Linked DNA regions of Mus musculus: regions 1, 2, 3, 5 and 6 are each linked to region 4. A link is a contact called in public HiCAR-type, HiChIP or PLAC-seq and promoter capture Hi-C data. All regions are on one chromosome and are shown on one strand. The core of a region is the stretch at or near the end of the contact, and the rest is flanking DNA. Distances in the headings are between cores, read along the strand shown. Region 1 holds the start of Cadm4 (cell adhesion molecule 4). Region 2 holds the start of Zfp93 (zinc finger protein 93). Region 3 holds the start of Zfp790 (zinc finger protein 790). Region 4 holds the start of Numbl (numb-like). Region 5 holds the start of Zfp94 (zinc finger protein 94). Region 6 holds the start of Zfp428 (zinc finger protein 428).

Region 1 (4,826 bases), core at 700-3,199, 2.8 Mb after region 4:
CCTGGCAGGCAAGTCTCACGAGCCTCCCTCCTGCCTCAGCCTCCAGAGCAGAGCAGCTGGGATTACAGGCCGCCATGTCCAACAAAACTCTAGAAATGTAAAGGTGTTAAGGTTCTAAAGACTTCCCGTATCTAACATCATCGGGGTGTCAACGTTTGAAGTAGCCTCGGGCTCTATGTTTACTGGACTCACTGATCGCAGGATCCCAAGAGCCTGGTTTTAATGCATAAGAAGAAAGAAAGAAAAAAACAGATGGAAATGTACCCAGAGTCCCAAGCTCACACCTGGGAAATTGGGGCATGCTCGTCGCAAAGGAGGGTCTGATGAAAGTTAGGAAGCAACTACAGAAGTCTGCAGAAGAAAGGCAGAACTTCTAAGGTCGGCTTTGCCCCCAGCCTTGTCCTCAGCGGCAACCCTTGCTTGGGGTGGCAGGTGTGGCAGCACTCAACTTAGAAGCTCCCTCACATTGTCAGACATGGATCCGGTTCAACACTCTCACTGGATAGAACTGGAGCCAGGAAAGAGGGCTGGGCCACCTGGTCCCAATTCTCAACTCCCTATAGGAGACCTCAGCCCTGCCTTTGCTCACCAGCAGCCTCCCCATGATGGATTCCTGGGCAAAGTAACTTGACCCACCGCAGGGGAGTGTCCCATGGTGGATATAAGAAACACAGGGTTCTAAGTGTGAGCATTCAGGTGACATTTCCTGACCTTGTCCCCAGCCTCAGGGTCACCGTGTCTTGGGTGGGGGCTGGGGGGTCCTCCAGATTCCCATAGTGAGTGAGAAAGACATGTGGATGTCCTGGAGGGGGCTCTTCTGTGAAGTGTGGCTTGGATGTGTGAACGGGTGGGAGGGTTTGGGGGAGACATTTGTGGAATCCACGTGTGTGCTCACATGCCAATGTTCCCTATATGCCACTTCACACATCTATACTGTCACTGCCCTGCCTGACACCACTCTTCTCCAGGAGCGAGGAGGGATACAGAGATGGGAAAAGGAGGATGGAGGATGCATGGAGAGAGGAAGCAGATTTGGGGGAGAGGGAGACAGTGGGGTAGAGAGGAGAAAGGAGGCAGCTAGGCAACAGAGGCTGCTAGAGAAATGGGAGAATGATAGGGGACAGAGAAGGGAAGAGATACAGGATGTCAAGGAGACGGGGAGAGAGATGGTGAATGGGGACATAGAGGGACGACAGCAGCACAGGAGGCGGCAGAGTGAATAGAGGATGGGGGGCAGGCAGAGTGACCCAGGAAAAAGGGACAGAGGTGGGGGACAAAGGCGGCGTGGAGAAACGGGAAGGGGGAAACAAGGAGAAAGGAGGACAGAGGGAAGGAAGGACAGGACTTGAAGACTGAGGGACAGAGGACAAGGGCTGGGGGAAAATGAGAGAGAGAGAGAGAGAGAGAGAGAGAGAGAGAGATCTAAAGACTAGGACCGAAGGACAGTGGGACCGGCCTGGAGAAGGAGGGCTTGGGGACATAGGGGGAGGGAGGGTCTCGGGCCCTTTGTCCCCGCGGGATCGGGGCCTGTGCGGGGTGGGGGGGCTGCGGCACGGCGGCCGGGGCCCGCGTCCCCCCTCCCCTGCCCGCGGCTCTGGGCTCCTGGCCCGCGCTGCGCTTTGTCCCGGGGACGAGGGTCTCCCGCAGCCCCCCCCCCCCACGCAGCGCATTGTTCCGGCCTCTGCAGGCCCCCAGGCGACCCAGCTGTCACAGCGACGAGACCCCCTCCCCAACCCGACCGCAATACGCACACCTCCCTCGTCACCCCGATCCAGCCCACCGACCCGGCCCCCACCTCCGTCACCCTACCTGGCCCCGCCGCGGCCGCCCACAGCAGCAGCAGCGGCCACTGGAAGCGCCGGGCCCGGCCCATGGTGCCGCCGCCGCCGCCGCCACCGCCGCCGCCACCGCCGCCGCCGCTCGCTCCCGGCCCGGCACCTGCACCTCCCGCGCCGTCGACCCCGCCCCCGAGTCCAGTCCCGCCCTCTGCTCCGCCCACTGCGCGCCTTGGTGGGCGTGGCGTCAGCTAAGGGGCGGGGACCGGACGGGGACAGAGGGGCCCAGACAATGCGGGGAGAGGGAGGACGGGAGCGCGGAAGGGCGCGCACGGGGGTGGGAGAGCAGGACAGCATGCGGACCCGGGCGCGAGGGCAGGGCGTGAGCGTGACGGCGTCGTGGGAGCCAGTGGGGGAGGACTTGGGAGAGCGGAAGGTCGTGAGGGTCGTGTGAAGGTGCAAAGGTGTGCGTGCGTGTGCGCGCAGGCGTAGCCTGGACTAGCGGAGCTCCCTAGAGGACGCTGCACGGGAGACACGGGGAAGATGCGCAGGAGATGCACCGGAGTGTGCGCGGAAGATGCACGAGAGATGCGTGGGAGAGGCGCGGGAGATGCACGGGGGAATGTATAGAAGACACACGGGAGATGCGGGGAAGATGCACGGGGGTTGTGCAGAAGCTGCTTGGGAAACCCATAGGGGGTGCGTGGGAGATGCTTGGGAGATGCGCGAGAGGGCGATGCTCGGAAGCGCGCGAAGGTGCGGGGTGCTGGCGTGTGCTGTGAGTGTGAGCTTTGGGGGAGAGGAGTGTGATGATGCCACAGTGAATGTGGGCAGGGAAAGACTGAGAGGCTGGGCAGCAGCGGGTGGCTGAGCAGGTATGGACTTCTTTGGGCAGGGCATAGAATAGTGTCCGCTCCCTCCCTCTAGTCCTGACCATGACTCGCCAAGTTTCAGTCTTCTTTCCCTGGGAGGGGCCTCCAGAAAGCTAACCAGACTGGAAGGAAGTCTTAACCCTAGGCCCTGGGGAGAGCGAAGCCCCTGCCTGGGGCAATCTTCCAGGTATGGCATCCAGACGCTGTACTCTTTCCCACACTGTCCAGTCAAGTCTGTCTGTGTGACTCTGCCTTTCAGGTTCTGTTCCTCATCCTGGGGGGCTGACTCATCCCTCCAAACTTTGCTCTCTTTTTTCTTCTTGGGTGTGGGTTCCCCTGAACCCACCCCTGTGGCCACCTGAAGGCCTGGAGCAGGCTTATGACTCATAGGACCAAGAAGAGGAAGAAAGTGAGGTGCTGGTGGCCTCTGCCTCTCACAGGACTCAGGGACAGCAGGTAAACTGGGTCAACATATGCCCATTCTGAAAAGCTCGGCTTTTTATTTTCTCTCCATCACTTCTAAACTGTTGTATATCCAGGTCAACCAAGGGTCATCATCACATGACACACTTCCTGTCCAGTGCCTAGCTCCCAGCATCCTCTCTGTCTTTAGTCCCAAATTCATCAACTCTTATGTCAGGACCAAAACTCCTAGCATCTTGTTTCAAGGACCAAGGCTCCCAGCAGCCTCTCTGTTCTCTACCGTAGCTCCATATCCACCCACAGCTGTGAGCAGCTGCATTTCTTCCCAATTCTCGGCTCACCACGTAGATTAGGGGACGGAGTACAAAGCCGCTCATCTCTGTGATGCGAGCGAGGTGAGAGACTGTTTCGGGAATACTTGTTCAGGGTCTATTAACCGGTTTTTTGTTGCCAGTAACTTGGTGACAGAGATTGGATGAGTTCTGAAGGAAGCTTTACTTTGGCAAGCTCTCGGGAACTGCATCTGCCGAGGGCCTTTTTGTTGAGAGTCCTCAGGGTGTCACGTGGCGGGAGACAGAAAGCACACGTGTGTCTCCTGGTCTCTGCTCACCCAGCTGCCAGTGTTCAATCATGAGGGATCCACCCGGATGACTTCACTGATGCAGCCCCAGAGGCCCCACCTCTGAGCATCTAAGCATCGTAGTTGGATTAAGTGTCCATCCTTTTAGTGGCTTACAAAGGGATTAATGTTCGTGTGTGTGTGTGTGTGTGTGTGTGTGTGTGTGTGTGTGTATCTTTCTGTGTTTGTGTCTTTCTGTGTGTGTGCATGTCTGTGTGTTTCTTTGTGGATGTGTGTGTTTGTGTCTTTCTAGGTGTGTATATCTGTAGGCTAAGGTGCGAATGTGTGTGTGTGTGCCTGTGTGTGTATGTATGCGTTTCTGTGTGAATGTGTATTTCTGTGTGTGTGCACCTGCATGTGCCAGCTGGAGGATCACCTTAGGTGTCACTTCTCTTCAGGTGTGTCTGAAGGGACCCTGGCCAGCTCATGCATGGCCAGCATGGCTCTGAGGTCTTGCCCTTCCCTCCCATGCCCAGCCCCCAGGGTCTGTTTCCTCATTTGGATCCTTCCTCCTTCTGAGACCACCAGGGTCCAGCAATCAAAAGCCCCCCTTGGCTCACCTAATTAACATGACCAATTAAAATTAAACACCTCATCCTAACACGGGTTTCCCCCTTAAAGACTACTGTTTGCCTATGGGCCATGCCTGTCTCCTCTCTATACAGAGGCAGTCCTTTGTCCCACTCTGGGAGAAACACCCCTCCTCTCTCTGCCTTGTTCCCTTCCCCTTCTCCATCACCCCCCATCTCCTGTCTTTGTTGTCTCCTGATTCCCTGCCCTCTGTCCCTCTGGGGCAAATAAACCTCCTTTGTGCTGAGAACTTGATCTTGGAGTGTCCTGAGCCAATACTTTTCCTAACAGTGTCTCCTGTTTTCCCCCTTTGAGACAAGTTCTTTCACTTACCTGATACTCACCGACTGACTTGACTGCCTGGCCAACAAGCCCCAGGGTTCCCCCTGTCTGTGTCTCCCAGATCCTGGGGTTTCCAGCACATGCCGCCATGTCTTGACTACATTTCCCATAGGTTCTGGGAATCGAACACAGGTCCTCATGCTCGCACACTGAGCACTTCACTGACTGATCTATCTCCTTAGCACAGGATGCACTTTCAACACAGAACTTGTTGGCATGCATCCA
Region 2 (4,702 bases), core at 1,510-4,009, 3.0 Mb after region 4:
GAGCCTGTTGTCTTAGGGCTTCTATTGCTGGGACAAAACACCATGACCAAAAGGCAAGTTGGGCAGGGAAGTTTGCTAGGCTTACACTTCCATATTCCTGTTCACTATTGCAGGAAGTCAGGATGGGAACTCAGGCAGTGCTGGATCCTGGAGGCAGAAACTAATGCACATGCCATAGAGGGGTGGTGCTTACTGGCTTGCTCAACCTGCTTTCTTATAGAATCCAGGACCATCAGCCTGGGGATGGCACCAACTACAGTGGGTTGGGCCCTCCAACATTGATGACTAATTAAGAAAATGCCTTAGCTGGATCTTATAAAAGCATTTGCTCAACTGACATTCCTTCCTCTCCCAATGCCCCTGAAGGGATAAAATGAGACCACAGAAAGGACCCAGAACACTGTATGATATGCACATATGCATTAAGCAGCCAATATATGTCCAACAACACTATCATCATTGTCTGCATGTTGACACTCATGGCCACACAGTGTTCCATAAAGGTTGCATTACACACACACACACACACACACACACACACACACACACACACACACACAAATATATATATGTGTGTATATTATATATATGACATGGTGTTCAGCCATGTAAATATATATTATATATATGTAGTTTATATAACATATATTGACTATAATGTACTGTCCATTTACAAACAGTAAATTTAAAACAAAAATCTAATTAAGTAAGTGAAAGTTTCAGACAAACTGCCATTTTTAATCATTTTCCAAAGTACTGAAGATTTTTTAAAAAATACTGAAGATTTTTCAAAAGTGTACATTTTAGGACAGAATACAGAGAATCAGGGATACCTGGTGACTACAAATTACGTGTGAAAATCACCACTGTTGTTAACAAAACAAGCGTGTAGTCCCTGGAGCTGAGGGTACTGTGTAGCTGGGGAGCTTGGCTGAACTCCATGTAAAATACCCGTGCATTTGTATTCATGCTGCAGTTTCCTGAATCATGGCTCCTGGGTGCTCAGCGGTGTCTAATAAATGCGCTGAGTTTCAGGGCTGCTGGGGAGTCTCCATCAGAGCACACAGCTCATTCGATCCCAGCTTGTCTGTACATGTGTCTGTGTGTCTGTCCTTTCTTCATTCCTCCATCATCTGAGTTGGGTCAACCACAGAAGCTGTGCGGAAGCCAGACGCTCCCTGGTTGTTCAGGATATGAATGCTCAGGAAGTCCAATGCAGGAAATGAGAGTGACCAGTTTTCTGTGTGCATGTGTGTACACATGTGTGCATGCATGTGAGTGTACATATGTACACAAGGGTACACATGCATGTACAGGCTACAGCCCAACCTCTGGTGTCCTTCCTCAGGTGCTGTCTAGGGTTTTTGTTTGTTTTGGGAACAGGGTCCTTCCGTGGCCTGGACCTTGTCAAATAGGCTACGGTGGCTGCAGAGCACTTGCCCAGCATGCAGGGGTCCTGTTTCCAATCCCTAGCACTGTGGGGATGGGGGAAGCAACCCGACTTACCTGTAACTTGGTCATTGTTCTCTTCTCTTTGAGACAAGGCAGGGCTCTGGGAAGCAAGCTGGGGGAAGAGGGGCTTCGTGAGAACACTGCTAGGACAGTTGGTCCACATGGCTTCCTCAGCTTCTCCATCAGCCCCAAGGGCTGTGCGCGCTGACCAGGCTTTTCTGCCTACTTCCCACTAATTGGTAGTGTAAGACTCTGGGTTAAAGTTAAGGGGCCACCCATGCCTCACCTCGCTCACCGCAGCGGGTTAGAAAAGGCCACATTTTCTATTTCTGGCAGCTTGTGTGTGTGCATGTGGGGGGTGGGGTGGGGGGTGCTGGGCACTCTTACCTTCACAAGGCTGCCTGTAGTGATGGGTTTTCCAGAAAAACAAATCTTCACTAAGCTCTGAACTCTATGATGCGTGCTGTGTCATGACTGACTACCACTCTCAGAAAGATCTATCAATTGTGACAGCTATCTTACATATTATTGTTTCCATACATGGAAATGATAGAGTCCTCTTTTGTATCTCCCTCTAAAAGACTTAATTACTAGTAAACATTGTTCATTTACAAGAGCCGCCACAAAGTCCAAAGTCTCTTTTCCCACAGGCATGAAAATAATGACCAATTAAAAAACAAAACAAAACAATAACAAAAAACGCTAAACCCTCTCCAAGGAATGGGGAGTTTGAGCCTACAAGATGGCTCAGCGGGTAAAGGAAACTGCCACTGAGTCTAACCTGCTGAGTTTGAGTCTCTGGGTACCATTAAGTTGACTCCCACAAGTTGTCTTTTGACTTCTTTTCTTTCTTTCTTTCTTTCTTTCTTTCTTTCTTTCTTTCTTTCTTTCTTTCTTTCTTTCTCTCTCTCTCTCTCTCTCTTTCTTCTAATTATTAAATACATTTATTTAATAACTTTAACAAAATAAAAATATTGTTTATTTAAATAAATAAATAAATAAATAAATAGGGGTGGAATCACATAAAAAGTAAAGTTGCATACCACTTAAGGATTCAGGACATGGGCCATCTCTCATCATAGCTCCCCTGCCAGGCTCCCCTGGGAAGCTAGCCTCTCCTGGGGCTCTGCAAGGGGCTGAGGTGTGTCAGTGTAGGGCAGCCCCGCCTCAGGCAGAGCCCAGCGAGAGAGGACCTGGATGCCGGGCTTGTTCCTGGGCCGCAGATGCGGTCACTGAGGGGATACATCAGGAGCACAGGCGCAAAGGAAATGCAGAGCGATGGCCCAGGTTTTCACCTCACAGGAAGCACTCACAAACATCCTCCCCTCCCGGGAGCGGAAACGACCTTGACCACTACTGGCGTTGGAACTACAATTCCCAGAATTCCTCAGTGGCTGCACTCTCTGGGGACTATATTCCCCGGAATGGCAAAGCTTCGGTGAACCTTTTTAACTAAGGGGATTCCTTTTGGTAGGTCGCTCTTCTGTGTTGCTTTTCGGTTTATTCATTTCTGAAATTCCATGAAAGTCAACTGTGGATACTTCTTTGTTTTTGTTGTTGTTTTGTTTTTCCGAGGCAGGGTTTCTCTGTGTAGCCCTGGCTGTCCTGGAACTCCCCCAGTAGTCCAGGCTGGCCTCGAACTGACAGATCTGTCTGCCTCTGCCTCCCAAGTGCTGTGATTAAAGGAGAGGGCCAGCAGATCTTGCTGTGGATACATTTTTTTTTAAAATTGAGATCCCATACTGTATTACATTATAAAAGCTAACAGGGAAACTGCACAGCTGCAGTTGCCTAATTAGGCAGCAGAGTCAGAGTTTCTGCATAGAAACCCCCTATGAGGGGTGGGGGACCGGCTCAGTTGTAGAGCACTGCCCAGAATCCCCTAGTGAGGGGCTGTGGGAGTGACCTGGTGGTAGAACATGGGCTATCTGGGCCACTCTTCTGTTGCTGTGAAGGGACATCATGACCAAGGCAACGCTTATAAAAGGAAACATTTAATTAGAGGCTTGCGTACACTTTTAGGGGTTTAGTGCATTATCATGGCAAGAGCATGGCAGCAGCGGGCATGGGAGGGAGAGTTAAATCCTCATCCATACTGGAGAGACAAAGAGACACATGTGCTCTTAAAATCTCTAGCCATGCCCAGTGATATACTTTCACCATCAAGGCCATACCTCCTGTCTTTCAAATCCTTTCAATGAGTTCTACTCCCTGGTGACTAAGCATTTTAACATGAGCCTGTGGGGGGCGTTCTCACTCAAACCACAACCTGCCCAGCATCCTCCAGTGGGGGCTTGATCCTTGACCTTCAGAGCCCTGGAGCTGTCAGAAAGAACTCTTTATCTGAGATACAGCCTGGGGGAGTCCGTGGGAGCAGCATAGGTCTGAACCACAGATGGACCTGGGTCATGAAGGACAGCCCGACCTAGACCTAGAGGGGAAGGAGGAGAAGCAAGTCATTCACAAGTCAAGTTTAGTAAAGACGTTCAAAATATTGGTTACAGTATAAACAAACAAACAACAGCAAAAGCTCTGTCCCCACAGAATGTCAGGGCCCATAATTCCAATTGCACACATTTCAGTTCACTGTACTAGGCTAATAAATATAAGATGCTGACTGAAGGCCCCTTTCAGGAATACTGAGGAACACAAATCAATATGAATGCAGGTTGGAGACGGGTGAGCATTTTCAAATGAGTCTTACTTACAGGGCCCCTCTCCACTTGCACCGGAAATGGCTGAGTCCTGAGCACATGCAGCTCTGCACCTCAGATACAGAGGGGCTTCCTGTGAGAAAGGGACGCGTAGGTCAACGACGGTTCTGCCAGTCACCAACGTTGGTTAAATCCTTTCCTGCAGCCTTTCTCTGTAGACTTGGATGGATGCTGAGATTTCCCTGCCAGTGTCCTGTTGTAGATGGCGCTGGTGCTGTTTGTATTTTGATGCTAATTCTGCTCTCCTGGGAGGGGTTGCGGACAAGGAGTGAGTCATACACTCAGGCTTCTTGTGAATCAATCCCCTAATGAATAAAGGAGTCAATCACTGAGCAAGTAGGGGCGACTTCCAGGATGCACGGAGGAAGAGAGGAAGCAGGAGAGTTTGGTCTTTTTCGACAGGGATAGTGTGAGGACAAGATGTAATTACTAGTGTCTCCTGGTTTCAATGGCGGATCCGTCAGGATTCGCAACCGGAGGATTTAGATTTAATATGGCGTACAAGATTTTAGCTGCTGTGCCCAGTGATTGAGTTA
Region 3 (4,143 bases), core at 1,331-3,830, 2.6 Mb before region 4:
GGCCTCAGAAAGATGACAAGACACATGGGTTGTAAAACAGCATCATACCAGAGGTGAGTTTGTACGGTCTACACTCCAACAACAAACTGGCTGAATCACTACCTCGGATCACACTAGTACCTGCCTGCTTTATGATGAAAGATGAAAAGGGATAGGTTTTAGTTGGTGCCTGATCCAAACCCCTGTCTTGCCTAAAAATCCATGAAAACCCTACCTTGAACTCAGGTTTGGTGTCTCTTCCACTCTCAGACAAACAGAAATACTTTAGTCCCATCCTCCAAATGCTCTTTAAAAATAAATAAATAAATAAATGTGTCTGGACGTCAGATCCCCTGAAGCTGGGGTTGCAGCCAGTTGTGAGACACCATGAGGGTAGTGGGGTTCAAAGCCAGCTCCTCTCCAAGAGCAGCCATCTCTCCATGCCTTTCAGTTATCCTTACAGCTGTGCTGTAAGTGCCTGCTCGCGGTTGTTCTTGTTCTCTGGTATACTGATGCCATTCCGTCCGACTGTTTGCTTGCTTAAGTTCCAGTAGAGGAAGATGGTTCATATCAACTAAAACTTAAGAGCCAGGCTTATGAGGAAGTCTTGAAGGCACTTCAATGGTGTCAGCCCCTCAATGGGCATCTGTGCCAGGCATGGTTCTCATTCGGCTACTGAGCTTAGAACTCCTTCATGGTTCTGTCCAGCAGTCTCTTGCTCAACTAGGCTGCATCCAGTTCAGTGAAGTTATCATCTCCCTACCTGAGAGTGGATGATGCAAGACTTGAATTTTAAATCAAATACCAACTCACTGGAAGGGTGTGATGGGGCTCCCCCACAGCCCTAGCTAGCACTTGGAGAGTGGAGCTGGGAGGGTCCGGGTTCAGCCCTAGACTCTGAACTGACATGTATCCTGTTTGAGACCAGCGTAAGCTACAGCCTATCTCAAAAACAAAAACTACCACTTGACAACTGTGCTTGGTCTTTAATGATGCTACCATATGTGTGTGTGTGTGTGTGTGTATATACACACATATAGATACATATATATGTATACATATATGTGTACATATATACATGCATGCCAGGCATGGTGGCCCACAACTGAAATATCAGCATTGGCAGATGAATCTTTGAGTTCACTATGAGTATGTATTTAAATAGTAAGTCCTAGGCTAGTCAGGGCTACATAGAGAGGCCCTGTCTCAAAAACAGAAAGGGAATGGGGCAGGCTTATGGTACTGAGGTTTCTATTTAATTCAGATAAAGAAATGAGATGACATTTACCTTCTAAATCTGGCTGATCTGGACACACACCGTTGCGGCTGTGTCCACTGACTCTGGATGCTATGGACACACACCGCTGTGGCCGTGTCCACTGACTCTGGCTGATATAGACACACACCGCTGCGGCTGTGTCCACTGACTCTGGCTGATCTGGACACAAACCGCTGTGGCTGTGTCCACTGACTCTGGCTGATATGGACACACACCGCTGCGGCTGTGTCCACTGACTCTGGCTGATATGGACACACACCGCTGCGGCTGTGTCCACTGACTCTGGCTGATATGAACACACACCGCTGTGGCTGTGTCCACTGACTCTGGCTGATATGGACACACACCTCTATGGCTGTGTCCCACTGGCTCTTAAGTACTGTGTGCAGCTTGTTTTAATCATGGTGATGCTGCTCTCTGTAATAAACTTCCGTTTATCACCTTCTGGAGCAGGGCATGGTAGTTCACACCTGTTATCCCAGACCTTGAAAGTCAGGAGGACGGCCTCTGAAGGGTGACCAGGGCTAAACAGCAAGATCCTGTCTAAACAACAAACCAACAGAAACCACTTGACAAGAGGATCTGGAGTTCAGGTCAACCTTGGTTATAAAGAGAATTGCAAGCCAGCCTCAAAATCAAACCTTACCTGTGTCTCCTCAGGAACTCTCTAGAGAAGGGACGATGTCTGCTTGGGGTACCCTGAGCGTTAATAACGCCCCCCCCCAAAAAAAAACCACCCCGACTGACAAAACACTGTGTTAAAAATAAAAAGTCGGCTATATTGCCTGTAGATTGCCTACGCCGCACAATTAACTTACAGAAAAATAACAATGCTAATTAGTTATTATCAGCTATACATTTTCCCTCCCACAGACACTCCAGAAGACCGCACTTACTAATCGTAATTTGAAAAGAAAATGAGATTTAGGAAGCTTCCGCTATCTCTATAATCTCAGCCACTCCTGTACAGGGATCCATCCAGTCGAGACCCAATCCCCAAGAACCATTCGATCCGCATACAATGTCTCCTCCCCACAACAGCTCGCTCCACTCACAAAGCGCCACAGCTCGAGCCCAACTCTTGCTCACGCTCATTTTCCTTACCTCGCAGTTTCTCTGCCGTCCAACTCCTCCCAGATCCAGCCGCGCATGCAATCTAACCTCCCTATGCTTTCTCTCACACACGCTCAGGGCTGTCATTGCGTACTCTTGCACCTACAGGACGAGGCTTCCTCTTGGTCAGACTGCCAATGCTGGGTTGGTCTTAGCGCTGGGGTCCTACATTCCGGTCTGTGGCCCCAACTTCCAGCAGGAAGTCGAATTCGGAACAGCCTCCTTAGACAGATTTCCGCCTGGGGATTGGATGACTCAGCCTACTCGAGCCATGCGCCTCCGGTCACCAGCACGGCCTTGAACTACATTTCCCAGAATACCTCGGTTCCCTGGAAACTCGCAGTGCTGAGATAGTGCTGGGTCGAGGAGCCTGATCTAGGTCTATGAAGTCTTTCACCGCTGGGATTTCCTCACGATTCCGACGAATAGCCGAACACTTTGTATCTGTTGTTCAGGCCACAGCTTTCAGCCCCTGACATTTCCAGGCGTTGTATTTCCCTCTCCTGGGAGCCTTTTTTAAGGAGTGGGCAGGGTACTCCTGACAGGTTTGGGGAGAACTTTAGGGATAATGAGACGCCTTTGGTGCCAAGGGTTTGGATGCACCATCCTGTGCAGTGCAATGAAGCTGACTCCGGGAGATCCGGAGCTGTGTAGAATTGTTATCATGTGTCTGGGTGGTAGTCTAGGGGATATGGAGGCAGAGAGGATTCCTTGATTGGTGAGTATGATCGCATCCATTGTGTGTGTGGCTGGAGTCTGTGTGACCGTTTTGTGCCATGCTTTTTTTTTTTTTTTACCAGTGTGAGGTCCCTCGAGTGTGAGGTCCCTGGGCTTTTGTGTTTGTGAGCATTTGCCTAACTTTGGGAGCGTGTGAGGTGACCGACTGAGGTGTGACTGCTTCCCAGTGGACCTTTTCTAATTTCGGTAGAGGTAAGGTGAGGGTGGGGGCAACAGTGACTGTGATTGGCTCTCCCTGTTAAGGCTTCCGTGTGGGGTGGATTGTATTTTCGTTTGAGGCACCCATAGCTTTTGTGTCCCCGTGGTGTGGGATTAATTGGAGAGTCACTATAGGTGAGGCAACTTTGTACCTTTGTGACTCCAGCCAAGGGGACTTGTGTCACATCCTGGGGGTAGACTCTGTCCTTATCTACAGTCACCCTACTTTTGTCTGGTGTTTCCATTGCATAGGAAGCCCCTAGGCTTCTCTGATTTCTTGATAGGTGCTATGGCTGTTGGGCCAAAATGATCTCTGAAATGGTTGAATATGCATCTACAAGAGCCTAGTGTGTGTCACACTTTTTTTTTTTTTTAATTCCCGAGTTCTGTCCTGTAGCTTATGATTTCCTGACATCCCTTTACTTTTGTCAAGATGTGGCTTGTTTTCCTCCTGTTGAAAATTCTGGCCCATCCTGTGACTGCATTCCTGTAGTGTACCCTGAAGTGGAAGTTTAAGGAAATGTCAGGTGATGCAGACCCATGTGATATTTGGAGAGAGTATAAATAGGAGTCAACCCACAGTGACTAGTGTATAGCTAGCTTTGCATTGCTTTGCTGGTTTCAAGTCTTTGCTGATCTTTGCTTCATTGTACCGTATTAACTGCTCTTAAGTCCTTTATCATCCTCCATTTACCTGATTTCTTTTCTTTCACAACACAAAGGACAATTCCATGGGCTGGTAGACTCTTCTACATGTTGAGCCTCCAGCTGCTCTTATACCAGTTGTCCAAGCGCCTGCAATTTGTTGTTGTTGTTGTTATTGTTGTGGGCCATCT
Region 4 (4,313 bases), core at 1,706-4,205:
TGATGGCCATCTGCCCACATGCTTGTAGTGCGTCCCAGCCCACCAGATACACCTACACATACCAACAGCTGATATTGTTCACTCATTTTCTTAACTATGTACAATGACTTGGGCCAGGCACACACAAAAGGCTGATACATGTCCAGCTATACTTCATGACAGCTGTGTCTCCTCAGGCAGCCACACTAGCAGAAACACATCCAGAGTGGTCACCGATTTGGTCACACAGTGACACAGTGTCATCTGCATATGCCCCCATGCCTACCTGGACTGAGGCACACACTGGTCTTAATAAGCACCCCTACCTCCCATCCCAGCATACACAAGGACCACTCAACCTCAGACAGTGGCAGCCACACCAACACACCTTTTTGGATGCCATACTTTCAGCGTCACATAATACTAGTGACACACATTTGGTCATTATATCCATTACATAGTCCTCTGTGACAGCCACTCTTGTGTATACACTAGTCTTTATACACAGCTACACAGTACAGATGCTGATGGCCACAGCCTGAGCATTACAGACATAGCATGCAAGCAGCCAAAGAGGGGAGTGGGGAGGGGAGAGGAGCAAGGATGGCTGCCCTCAGACTGTCACATACATTCCAGAAACAGTTGTGTATGCCGTCACTCAGCATCAGTGCCCACGGTGCCCGGCCATCTGTCACGTTGGTGTCCCACACACAGCACTACCACGTCACCCTATCACAGATAAACAGTCTCCATGAGGATTCACGTCACATAGACAAGAATGTGGCCACATGTAATCAGTCACTAGCATGGCACGTGGACAGATATACAAAGTCACAGCCTCACTAATACTCAAAACCTCACCCATAGACACTTAACACACACCGTTCAGTTCCCCACACCAGAAGTACACAGTTGGGTATACGCATAAACGGAATGGCCCACACGCAGCATTTACAGCATTATACTGCTTATAGAGGAAAATATGGTCCCAGACATGGCCATGTGCACAGTCATGACATCACCAGATCACATAGGCACATATGCACACACACTTTCACAGTCTAGGACACCAGCATGGAGTCACCCAGGGTAACAGGTAAGTGGGTCACACATACACACAGAGGAAATAGAAGCCAATCCCATACACACCCCTGGCACACAGGCAACATCCACAGCTTGAGTCCCACACAATTAATCTTTTGTAATAGACTAGAGTTTCAGAGAAGTCAGATTCGCAACTCAAATCACACACAGGAGGCTGTAGTGCACACTCGGTGTCACACGGCTAGGTGGACAGTCACTTATGCAACCCCAGTCACATACACAGACATGGCAAGGAACACACAACCACCGTCATATACACTGCCTTCCCAGAGGTCCAGCCCCACAGGCACGATGTGACTTCAAATACAATGGCAGTCGCACACCCAGAGTCGCAATGAACACAGTACAAAAATCAGACATAAGCACAACATTGTGTCACACATGGTCAGAGTCACAATTCTACTTACACACAGTTACAGCTCCACCCACATCTTCAGTCAGCCACACAGAAGTCCAACCTCAAACCCAACACAGATGTTGACACATACCAAGGTACATACACACAGGGTCTCACAAAAAGACATATGCATATCTATTTAAACACAGTCTAAAAAGTACAGGAGTCTGAACAGTGAACGGCTGCCATCACATCCACGGTCACACACACACACACACACACACACACACCAGACATCACCACATCCAACCACAAGCATGCAGGCAGACAACGCAGGATACCTCATCCTTGCCAGCTGTAATGCAAGCACACACACAGCTACAGTCACACAAACACCAGATCACACTTCTAGCCACATCCCCAACCCTTACACACACACACACACACACACACACACACACAACCACACAAAGCCGCTGGTCACCACAGAGGCTACAGACAGGTTTCCACCCGTCTCTGGGGAGCCGCCCCCAGCCCAGGCTGAATCCTGGAGCCTGGGGGGCAAGGGAAAGCTGAGCATTGTCTCCGGGTGGGGCCTCTCTTAGACGCTGAGCAGCCCTAGGGACAAAAGGGGTGGCCTAGGAGACCAATGTCTTGAGACCCCTGACTAAGCATGGGGTGGAGGTGGGGTAGGGGAATGCCTGAAATTCTCCTTATTTTATTCACGCTGGGGTGGAGTTTCAGACACAGAGACCTTGTTCTGAGAAGGGGATTTGCCTGGGACACCGCCCAAGGGCTTGGGGGGACAGGCTGGATCCAGGACCCCAGGGAGTAGACAGTACTTGGAAACCGCCCCCCCATCCCCCAGAGCCTTAGCCTTGGCAGCTCTATCCAGGGACTTCATCTTCAAGACATCGCCCAGGGGGCTGTTGTGCTCAAAGAAACCCTCTAGCAGGGAAGAGTACTGATTTTGTCTGGAATCGGCTCAGTTAAGGCCTCAGCTTGATAAAGGGGACCGTATCCGGACCCTGAACGCCAAACCTTGCCCAGGGAGTTTTACCTAGAATTTATGTAGCCCTGTCCATGATTTGGGGGGAATCTGTATTCCAGGATCCCTATTTTCAGGGCCTTCGCAGAGATGGCCTGTGCTGGACCAGACCCCAGTCTGGCAGGTTTGGGATTGCCAGGAACCTGTTCCCGGACCCCCACCCAGGACCACCCTTTCCAGCCTTGGCATCTTCTCTCCATCCGGGCGCTGCTGCCGCCTCCCACCCTTCGCCACATCAGCAGCGGCGCCGCCCCCGGCCCGAGCCCCCCGAGCCCGCCCTTCTCACGCTGGCCGCCGCGCTGCGGGACATCCAGGGCCCGGGCGCCCCCGCCTCCCGCGGCCCCGGTTGGGCCCGGCTTCCCGAGTGCTGCTGCTGCTGTGGTGGCGGCGGCTCGGTCTGACGCGGGCCCGGCCCGGGGCCGGCGGCTGGTGCGGGATGCAAGCGCGCGAGCCAGCTCGGCTCCCGGGAGGATTCCGTTCCGGGGGCGGGGGAGCATCCCTCCCTCGGCGCCCCGCCCCGACCCCGCCCATTGGCCCGCCGCCTGCTGTATATGCAAAAGATAACCCCGCCCTCCCGCAGACCACGCCCCCACATAAACACTACCGGGTCTCCTCCCAAGCAAAGGCCGGCCCGCCCCGCCCCTTGGTCTGGCCTTGCGGGAACCTGCACGCATCCCTAGAGGAGTGCCTCTCAGGTTGAGGCGCAGGTTCTATTTGCTTCCATAACCCCTGACCTCAGATCCCCTATGGTTCTGCTTCTGAAGAATTGCTTTGGGAGGCGCCTCGTCCTCAAATCTTGCTTAACCCCACGGTTCTCCCAGCCCGGCGGGGGCGGGCAGAAGCGGTGACGAGGCACTTTTTGCAGGCGAGGGGAGGGGAGAGGAGGGGAAGGAAAAGAAACAGACCCTGGAGTCCTGGAGGGAGATCACTCTGGCTTGCGAGAAGTGGGCATTGGGTTAGACCAGGTCCTAGTTCTGGACTCAGCTGCACCCCTACCCCTGTCCTGTAGGTTTGGCAGAGCAGCTGTTAGGGGCATTAGGGCCCATTAGCAAAGGCGAGGTTGTCAGGAACAGGAGGGAGCCTGAAGCTGGGGGGTGGGGGGGGGGGCGAGTATGTGATAGAAGGGTACTTCTCAGCTGCCACAGCCCTTGGAGCAGGTGGTCAGCACGTGGGGGGGGGGGCGGAGGAGGTTCCCTGCAACAGATGGCCCTAGACAAGGGGGTGGGGTGGGGGGTCTGGCCATCTGCACCTGGAGCTGCCTGTGAGCTCCTCCCCCTTAGCACAGAGAGAAAAGAACTGGGGGCAGGGAAAGGGTGCCTTTATTCGGAGGAAAGGATCAGCACCCACCCCCACCCTCCAATACACAGGCTGGAACCCGGGAAGAAGGCAGCTGGTAGAGGAGCAAGGGAGGCAAAGGTGAGGACCGCCCCCAACAGCCACCATCTCCCCTGCAGATCCTGGAAGACCTGGGGCCGAGGGGCGTCTCCTTCACATGAGAGTGGACCCAAGGCTCACTTAGATGGTGGCAGGATTCTGCTGGCTCCTAGCCTCAGAATTCAAGGTTGCTCACTTAGGATCAGGGAGCTAACTCCAGGGGCCCAAAGATCCAAGGCAAGAAACTAGGTTCTGGAGACCAAGAAAGAGGAGGAGGGGACTGCCTGCTGTGGAGCTGGTATCCCTGGATGGAATCTGTCATGGTGGGGTCGGCAGGGAGGTCCCTAGTCAGGAGGCTGCTGGCAGCGGCAGTGTCTGGCGACTGGCCCAGTAGCGGTGGTAGGTATCTTGGAAGAGGTCCCGGCAGGCGATGTGGGCGTGGAGACGGGCACAGGCTAAGAAAGCCCCAGC
Region 5 (4,171 bases), core at 427-2,926, 2.9 Mb after region 4:
CTTCTCCACCCTTGCAACCCTGTAACACTAGATAAGAGAGGAAAAAGGAGAGGAAAGTGATCCCTAAATAAGGTGGGGGGGGTCAGAAAGGGGGTGATGTTATTGATAGACTACTTCCTGCTGATTAAGGGCATCACATTTCTTGGGGGCAACTTTGATCTCTGCCATTCGTCTTGCTGTTTCTTCTTTGCACAGGACCACTTAACAAACTTTGACCAACAGCAGTCAAAGACCAACAGCTAACAAACTGCCAACAACCCCACTGAACAGCCACCAAAAGCCAACCTACACCCACCCCTCTCTGAAAAGTCCCCCGAATTCTAAACATCACACACGCACAGAAACCACCTGCAGCTGGCAAAATCACGCCTCTGCTAGAGCAGGAGGCAAATCCCAGCTGCTGTGGACCGTCTGAAGCAGCCTCATATTCCTCACCTGGGGCTAAAATCAAAACATTCCTATAGTATTTCTGTTTTTCAAAGAAACCAAAACTCCAAAATTGTCACAACAATCATATCATGTAAAAACTAGTCTTTTTCCTTGCTACTATGTATACCTGTTACAGCATCTCCGCTGTGCCACACACATACGCCGAGATTTTGTTTGGATGAAAAAAACTTTTGCTAGTGGTCCTTTGGGATAATTAAAAACAAACAAACAAACAAACAAACAAACAGACAGACAGACAGACAGACAGACAGACAGGGCTGAGAGATGGTTCAGCAGTTAAGAGCACTGACTGCCAGAGGTCCTGAGTTCAATTCCCAGCAACCACATGGTGGCTCACAACCATCTGTAATGGGATCGGATGCCCTCTTCTAGTGTGTGTCTGAAGCTAGCTTTTTTTTTAATTGTACTTTATTTGTACTCACATAAATAAAAAAAGAAATAAATCTCTGAAAAATAAACAAAACAAAACAAAACAAACAAACAAACAAACAAAAAAAACCAAGCAAACCAAAACTTGTTTCTCCTGTGGATTGATCTAGATTGATGTGGAAGATAGAAGGAAGTGGGGAGAAAACTGGAGGGGCAGGGAGGAGAGTATGAATTATCAATGTACCTGTGGTTACATTGAAGAAGCAGCCTAGCAGGAGGTTAAGTGGATTGTGTGGCTGTGATGTGTAGAGAGAATTTTGGTTTCTTTGAGAAACACAGAAGTATATATTATATACTCAGGTATATAAGGACAACGGTAGGGCCAAATTACCGCCTATGAGGTAAGGACTCTTAATTTTCCAGGGTGAAAAATTTTCCACGTGGGACGTGTCAAGTTCAGAGGCAGCATGGTGTCATGGCACACACGTTAGCCCAGCATTTGAGAGTGTGCAAGACTGAGGCAGGAGGACCATCGTAAATTCAGTATGGATTGTACAGTGCGCACCAGTGTCTCGCAGATTAAATAAAAAGTTCCGCAGAGGGCTAGGGAAGTACCTGCGTGGCGCACACACACACACTCCAGAGAGGCTATATACTAGGAGAAACGAGTGTAAGATCCGCCTCTCCGCATTCACTACCGGAAATGTAGTTCAACTGTTCCACAAACACGCAGGCACCCGGGAGAGCTGACGCGGAGATTTCTGGGAAGTGTCGTCCAGGGTCTCTGCGCATTGCGCGTGCGTCTGTGAAGGCCGGCGGACGCCGAGCATTCTGGGAAGCGTAGTTCAAATTCTCGGAGCATTGCGCGTGCTTCTGTTGTGCGGGCTGATGCGAAGCATTCTGGGAAGTGTTTCCCAGGTGGTTTCTGTTAGCATCCGCTCCCCTTGTCCTCCCTTGAGTCTCCTCTCTCCCACACCTTCCTCGACTGATGCCTGGATCTGGAGGTTTGCAGGGTTGGCGGCGGGCGGCCGTAGGGGAGTCGGCTCCAGGCTGGCGAAAGGGAAGCGCAGGGCGCCCAATGAGCCTCCCTCCATCCCACAGATATCATCGCACTGATAGGGTCTCAGCGCGTGGCTCAGTCAGCCTCCTGCCTCAGCATCCGGTGTGTTGCGATGACAGGTGTGAGCCCTCACACCTTCCTTCACTGCTGTCTGGAATTGGGGTGCGAGGGCCATGTTGATAGTGTTGTTTGAGGCATTGATGTAGCTAGTGTCACCCTGCCCTGAAGGTTCTAGGACTCACACCTACACTGCAGAGAATCGGGATGGGTGGAGATTTGTCGAGAGCCTGTCATGTAGAAGGATAAACGGACACGTCTATGGCTTTCCACGATGTCAGATTTTGCTGAACGACAAGAAAGTCATAAGCTGTGTCAGTTTCGTTGGCTGCAATTTGCCAAGGAATCTCGATTTCTCCTGGTGGTTGGCCATTAATCACAGGTTCTTTTATTCCAAGCTTAACATAGCTAATGATAAATTTCAGACCACGAGTCACCTGGCACACAGTTATACACACTCGTGAGTTTATTATCACAGGATGGATCATTGGAACTGGACTTGGCTCCTGGCATGTGACCAGGCTACTGAGCAGTGTGCCTGCCACATACCGGTCCCTTGGTGAAGAAGTAACGTGATATGGTTGGTGCGCTTATGTTTTATGTTACCAGGCTGGCTTTGAACTCACAGAGATCTACCTGAGTGCTGGGACTAAAGGCTAGTCGATATCTTTTAATAGCACAATTGAGTCGCCTGGCTATGACTGTGTAAACAAGACATGGATTTCTTCTTGGCACTTTTATCCAAGATAGAGTAACTCAGATCAAGACTGTTGCCGCATAAAATTCAAAACTAGTCATAGCCTGAAAGCTGATGGTCCAAACAACACAGCTCCCTGCTCAGCATGCTCCCAAGATGGTTTGATCAGCCGGGCAGTGGTGGCACACACCTGTAATCCCAGCACTTGGGAGGCAGAGGCAGATGGATTTCTGAGTTCGAGGCCAGCCTGGTCTACAGAGTGAGTTCCAGGACAGCCAGGGCTGCACAGAGAAACCCTGTCTTGAAAAACAAAACAAAACAAAAAGCCAAAAAAACCCAAAAAACAAAAAAGGAAAAAAAAGATGGTTTGATCAAGTGTAGCCCCTTACCTCTAACCCTACCCCCATTACAGATTCAGGGGAGGAAGGAGGAAGTGGTGGTCTGTTGACCAAGCATATCTAGGTGCATCAAGCCAAGTGTATTTCCTCCTGTTAAGGCGTAGCCTTTTAAAATACAAGTCTGTTTTATTCTCGCTTTTTCTTTCTAAGACTTTTTGTATGGGTCATATATGTGTACCATTACATGCATGTGTTGATACATATATGCTTCTGAATGCTTTGTACATGAGTGCTGGGATTCAAATTCAGGTTCTCCTGCTTTTCTTTAATAATTTGTTTTCACAATGACAATTTGTGTGTGTGTACACGCGTGCATACTCACATGCAACACTGAGCATGTGCAGGATGGAGGAGACCTCTCAGGAAGAGTCAGTCCTAGAGACTGAACTCAGGCCATCACTTGGTGACAAGTACCTCTCCCTGGAGATCTATTATCACGTGGGCTCTTTACCTTTTGTTTTTATTTCCCCCTGAGATAGTTTTTCCGTGTAACCCTGGCTGTCCTAAAATTTGCTGTTAATCAGGCTGGCTTCAAACCCACAGAGATCCTCCAGCCTCTGCCTCCTGAATTCTGGGTTAAAGGCCTGGGCCTCCACACTTGGCCCTCTCATTAGCTTTTGGGTCTTCTCTGTTAGAGCAGACACGAAAGCTTTGGACCATTCTTTTCAGGAGATCATAATCTCTTCTTGTGAGTACTAATATCTTTCCAGCTGTCCAGCCTCTCACTGGGGGCAGCAGGAGGTCCCTCCGGACCTTCTTTCTGTCCCCACCAATAATGGTTAGCCCTGGACACCTTTTAGGAAGGAGAAGATTGTCTCCAGCTTGGTGGGCAGGAGGGGACAGTTCAACTGCTTTGTCAGGAATGGCCTTCCTATTTCATGGCTTCTCTCCTTCCACAGCCTGATCTCTCAACAAGGACTGAGTGGAAGGTGAGGTCCTGACTCCTTCAGCAAGGCTCCTGGTGAGTGTGGCCTGGCATTGTTGTTGTTGTTGTTGTTTTGAGGTGGAGTCTCCCCATGTAGCCCTGGCTGTCCTGGAATTCCCTCTGTGGACCAGGCTGGCTTCAAACTCAGGGAGTCACTCTTCTCTCCTTCATGTCAGTCCCGATGATGGGATTAAAGATGTATGTCACCACGTCTA
Region 6 (4,734 bases), core at 1,656-4,155, 2.8 Mb after region 4:
GCAAACAACCCACTCTGCCAACCGGGCTGAATCCATACCCTTCCATTTGTGCTTGTTTGAAGCAAGGCGTCATATATCCCAGGCTGGCCTCAGGTTTACTAAGGAGCCTCAGATGACCTTGAATTCCAGATCTTCCTGCCTCTTTTCCTCCCAGTGTCAGGATCACAGGAACATCACTGTGCCTGGCGTGTTTTAGACGTCAACCTAATTTTGTAAAAGTCAGCCTCGCTGACTTTTGAGGTTTGAACTCAAATCTGTCATTTTCTGCCTAGTGCTTCAAACAGGACCCAACTTTTCTTGTCTGTATCCTTCTCAAGTCCAGGCTTTGGTTGGCACACAGAAACAGCTCCCTCGAAGCAGAAGAGGAAGGAAGAAGACCTGCACACTGTCCAAAGTCCAAGTTCACACTGGCCACCTCACCAGACTGTGGTTCAACAAAGATCCAAAGCCATGCTCTGAATAGAAGTAGGCAGTCTACACCCACAGTCTTAGCTCTCAGGCTGGTAAATCTGCAGTTTAAGGTCAGAGCTGGCTACATAGAATTTGAGGCTCGTATGAACTAAATGACACACTGTCTTAAAAAAGAAAGAGTCGGGCAGTGGTGTGGTGGTGCACGCCTTTAATCCCAGCACTTTGGGGGCAGAGGCAGGTGGATTTCTGAGTTTGAGGCCAGCCTGGTCTACAGAGTGAGTTCCAAGACAGCCAGGGCTACACAGAGAAACCCTGTCTTAAAAAACAAACAAACAAACAAAACAAACAAACAAACAAACAAAACAAAAAGAAAGGAAGGAAGGAAGGAAGGAAGGAAGGAAGGAAGGAAGGAAGAGATCTCATAGACTCTACTCCTTTGCTCAACTCTCCAGGCTTCTGGTGGGGTTGGGGGCAGGGCCACATAAAGGCCTTTTATAGCCAGAGAAGGGCAGTCCTAGTTCATTCTCCTCCATTTCCCATCTGGAATTTTCTCCTTCCTCTTTGTGGATCCAGAGTGTTTATTTTCACCCTTGCAAAGCTCACCTATAACCATCCACATTGCTCCTTGGCTCCCATAATTCCTGTTTCTCTCAATGCACACGTTTCTTCCTCCTACTGCATTGTGACAGGACCTTGCAAGACCAGGCAGTGTAGGACTAAAAACAATACGGTTTCCACTCTCCTTTAGACTCTTACTATACAGTCCAGGCTGGCCTTGAACTTGCAATCCTCCAACTTCAGCTTCCCAGGTTCTGGGGACAATAGATATGGACACTAATAATATGGCAAAGCCTGAATTTAGGGCCTGGGGGCACAAACAATGGTAGAAAGCACACTGTTCAAAGCCCAAATGTCAAATTTGCTGTTGGAGGAATGCGGCTGGAGCAAGAGGAGGAGGTGGCATCATTGGATAGGGAATTTACTAAAGACACCTAGATACTGGATCAGGCCTTTGAAGGACCGAGAAATAGTGACTGGCAAGGAAGAGCTCTCATGATTAATCATCAGATGTTGGGCCCCTCTAATTCTGTAGTAATACATTATTTTTGGAAAAACTCGCACCATTCAGCAAAGAAAAACTGAGGACAACTGGTTGTTTCTATTTTAAATATTTAATATATGTGTTCCATGCAACAATACCTAGGATTAGCCATTCCATAAACCCACTCCCCCTTCTTTTTTTGAGATCTGATGCCCTCCCCAAAAGGAAAAAAAAAAAAAAAAAAAAAACAGGTCTAGAATAGCGAATCCTCCTGCCCCAGCAGGAATTATAGGCGCGTGACACCACACTGGGCTTTAACTATTATTCTACTTGACCATCACAGCAAGGATTGTTAGGACTTTTCTTGGGGGTTTACTTGGGGACAGCCATCCCTCTCCAAACCCACATTATATAAAGCTTCTTCCAGAACGTTCCGGATATCAAGTGGAAGCATTAGGACAGGTGGAAGCCAGCTGGGCGTGGTGATGCACCTCTGCGAACTCAGCACTTGGTAAATTATAAATTCTAGGTTGTACTCCGCGATATTGTGGGTCCAAAACCCAGCTACATGAAACCGTATGCCTCAGTTCCCTCAAAAGCAGAGTGGCCAGGACCCCACCCACACATACGCCTCACAGTGCGTGAGTGAACACAATAGATACCTTTCCGCACAACGCTAGGTAGGACTGGGACTCGGACAAACCCCGGTACCAAACAATAAAGATCAGCTCCCACAATGCCCCGTGACAGCGTCCCACGATGCCTCGGGCCTTTAACGACCACCAGGCACCCAAACGCTCCTTGCCCCGGGGCTTCTCACAGAAGGCGTGTGCGACGAAAAAAAAAAAAAAAAAAAAAAAAAAAGTCCCCTCCAGGAGCCCAGGCCCTTCCCAGAATGCCCCAGGCCCAGAACGCCTGGCCCACGGGCTCCCACAATGCCTCGAGGCGAAGCTGTGCTGGGTCCCGAGCCGCGTGCTGGGGAAAGCAAGGGACTCCCGGGCCGGTCACTCGGCCAAGCGGCCGCGGGCTCCCGTCATGCAGCGGGGCTGTATCGCCCGCTTCCCAGCATGCCCCGCGGCCCCCCCCAAGCTCGGACACTCACCGACGCCGGCGGCCCCGGATCAGGCTCGGCGGTGGCGGCTGCACGCCCGGGCACTGCGCCTGCGTTTCGGGAGGCTAGGCGAGCGGGCGAGCGAACGGGCGAACGAGCGAGGGGCGAGCGAGGGGCGCGTGCGCGGTCAGATGGACCATTCCCGGAGGTCGATGGGAAGAGGGGCTCAGAGGATGGCGAAGGCTGTAGAGCTCACGCCGGCGGGGGTGGCGGGCTCTGCCGCTCACGGCCCCGCTAGACTTGGTACAGTCTGCGGCCCGAAGGGTGAAGAAGCTTTAAGAATCGCGCGTGCGTGCGTGCGCGGTAGAGCGAACGCGCCTTATAAATAGTGGATGCCTTGGAATGAGGGGGGAGAGTGGGGGCCTAAATACTCGGCCCGGATCCCCCGGGCTGGAGGCTCGCTCATTTGCATAATCCTAGCGCGGGACAAAGGAAGGCCTCCCGCACTGGAGGATGTGATTTGCATATTCCCGGGAGAGGCTGTTCTTCAGAGCGCAGTGATTAGCATATGGATGGGGAGGGGGGGGGCACCTGGAAAAATAAAGCGCATGCGTGTAGGGGACTGCAGACTTAATCGTGGTGGGCTGGCAACCTTGTCCCGAAACTACCGAAGGTCTGGGACCCCGTTCACGTCCCTGTCACCTAGGATAAATTCCTGGACAGCACGTGGTTTCTGCGTTGCGAGAGATCTGAACCCCCAGTCTAAGGAAAACGAACCACATTTGATTAGACAAATACTTAGAACTGTCAAGACCTGGAAGAGAGAGAGGTAGACGGCAGGAGGCCGTGGATGCCAGAAACGCCTGCCCCAGCTCGAGGTTCTGCAAGGGCTTCCAAGGGCTGATTTTTAAGCCAGGTCTGAACTGGAGCCAAGTAGAATGCCAAAAAGCAGAGGGAATAGCTGATGCAAATTTCCAGAGGCAAAGTAGTGCTTGCATTCTTAGAGGGAGTCAAGGCAGCTTTTCCGTGGAGCACAATTAGAAAGTCTGCTATAGGTGTTTGCTTTTTTATTTCTTTTTTTGTTTTTCTTTCTTTTCTTTCTTTTTTTTTTCTTTTTTGAGGCAGAGTCTCATGTAGCTCAGGCTAGCCTCCAACACCTGGGTCGAAGAAAATGACCTTGAACGCTACCTCTTGAATGTTGAGATTACAGGCATATGGCAGCCAGCCCAGCTCCTGTGGGTAATTTTAAAGGGCCATAACTTCATGCTGACTATTTGTAGCCATCCCTACAGCCCTCTCCTTCCCGAATGCTTTTATCACTAGCAATTTAAAACTCTAGAGTCCCATTACACCACAGAAAAGGAATAGTTGTGTTTTGCTTTGTTTCTGAGAGTCTCCTTGTGTATTCTGGAACTCACTCTAGCTCCGGGTGGTTTTCGTCAACTCCCTGCAGTTCTCCTGCCTCAGCTTCCCAAAGGCTGGGGTGGCAGGTATGCACCTCCCACACCTGGTCTCCCAGTCAAACTTGTGTCCCTGACGCCTCTTCTGGACCCACCCACCGTTTTATCTGGTCCATATCCCCAGCACTTCAAACACAGTAATCCCTTTGCTGTCTCAGGCTTTGATCTTGCCTTTCGATTCATCGGGAAAACCCTTTGTCCCTGCTGCTCCGAGCTCACTCTCTCCTGGTATTGATGCCAATCCGAAGGGCCTTCCTTGATGATACAGCTCCTGCAGATTGAGTGATTTAGGGAAATTGACACAGCACTGGTCTCAATAAATGCAGCGCTCTGGGTGGAAATGGGGTGGAGGGTGCCTGGGGCTTTGGAGTTCTTTAAGTCTCCTCACTCTGCATGAAAATTTCCATAACAAAATAAAACAGTACCCACCCAACCCCCCACCGCCGCACGCGTGTGCGTGCGTGAGTGTGTATGTGTGTGTGTGTTTATTTTATTCAGGCAGGGTCTCACTACTTAACCCTGGCCTGGAGTTTACTATGTAGACCAGGCTGGCTGCAGATATCCACTTGCCTCTTGTGCTGGGAATTAAAAGTGTAAGCCACCACCACAGGAGACTGATTGACCCACCTTCCTTTCTTTCTGAAACAGGAGCCTAATGTGTAGCCCAGGCTGTCCTCAAACTCACTCTCCTGCCTCAGCTCCTTGAAGGCTGGAATTTTAAGATTTTAAGCATATAAATATTAAGAGCCCTCTTTACAATTTAAAGCAAG

What was found. Promoter capture Hi-C pulls out the DNA fragments that hold promoters and counts their contacts. HiCAR-type assays count read pairs that join an accessible place to other places. HiChIP or PLAC-seq counts read pairs in DNA pulled down with a chosen protein or histone mark. Capture Hi-C pulls out chosen DNA fragments and counts their contacts.
Region 1: a HiCAR-type map of astrocytes shows a contact between it and region 4, with 2.9 times the contacts expected there. The contact joins the promoter of Cadm4 here to the promoter of Numbl in region 4. A contact is called at or near these places in 1 of 39 promoter capture datasets (cranial neural crest) and 1 of 115 datasets of contacts at active chromatin or transcription factors (astrocytes).
Region 2: a contact with region 4 is called in a promoter capture Hi-C map of hippocampal neurons, with 4 times the contacts expected there. The contact joins the promoter of Zfp93 here to the promoter of Numbl in region 4. A contact is called at or near these places in 3 of 39 promoter capture datasets (cranial neural crest, frontonasal cranial neural crest and hippocampal neurons).
Region 3: a contact with region 4 is called in a promoter capture Hi-C map of adipose tissue, with 3 times the contacts expected there. The contact joins the promoter of Zfp790 here to the promoter of Numbl in region 4. A contact is called at or near these places in 2 of 9 other capture datasets (adipose tissue and liver).
Region 5: a HiCAR-type map of astrocytes shows a contact between it and region 4, with 6 times the contacts expected there. The contact joins the promoter of Zfp94 here to the promoter of Numbl in region 4. A contact is called at or near these places in 3 of 39 promoter capture datasets (cranial neural crest, hippocampal neurons and second pharyngeal arch cranial neural crest) and 1 of 115 datasets of contacts at active chromatin or transcription factors (astrocytes).
Region 6: an H3K27ac HiChIP or PLAC-seq map of embryonic stem cells shows a contact between it and region 4, with 4 times the contacts expected there. The contact joins the promoter of Zfp428 here to the promoter of Numbl in region 4. A contact is called at or near these places in 1 of 39 promoter capture datasets (cranial neural crest) and 1 of 115 datasets of contacts at active chromatin or transcription factors (embryonic stem cells).

The regions. Positions count from the first base shown.
Region 1 is chr7:24,479,146-24,483,971 of GRCm38.p6, reverse strand. Cadm4 (cell adhesion molecule 4) reads right to left here and starts at 1,949. Exons shown (of 9, transcript NM_153112.3): 1 at 1,810-1,949. The coding sequence starts at 1,873.
Region 2 is chr7:24,268,475-24,273,176 of GRCm38.p6, reverse strand. Zfp93 (zinc finger protein 93) reads right to left here and starts at 2,759. Exons shown (of 4, transcript NM_009567.4): 1 at 2,496-2,759; 2 at 1,507-1,564. The coding sequence starts at 1,521.
Region 3 is chr7:29,814,509-29,818,651 of GRCm38.p6, reverse strand. Zfp790 (zinc finger protein 790) reads right to left here and starts at 2,580. Exons shown (of 5, transcript NM_146185.2): 1 at 2,363-2,580.
Region 4 is chr7:27,257,403-27,261,715 of GRCm38.p6, reverse strand. It overlaps Numbl (numb-like), which reads right to left and starts at 2,955. Exons shown (of 10, transcript NM_010950.2): 1 at 2,755-2,955. The coding sequence starts at 2,778. Coq8b (coenzyme Q8B) reads right to left here. Exons shown (of 15, transcript NM_133770.2): 15 at 3,767-4,313. The coding sequence ends at 4,191.
Region 5 is chr7:24,314,171-24,318,341 of GRCm38.p6, reverse strand. Zfp94 (zinc finger protein 94) reads left to right here and starts at 1,676. Exons shown (of 6, transcript NM_001199321.1): 1 at 1,676-1,823; 2 at 3,931-3,992. It also overlaps the pseudogene Gm44513.
Region 6 is chr7:24,505,258-24,509,991 of GRCm38.p6, reverse strand. It overlaps Zfp428 (zinc finger protein 428), which reads right to left and starts at 2,905. Exons shown (of 3, transcript NM_146183.2): 1 at 2,556-2,905.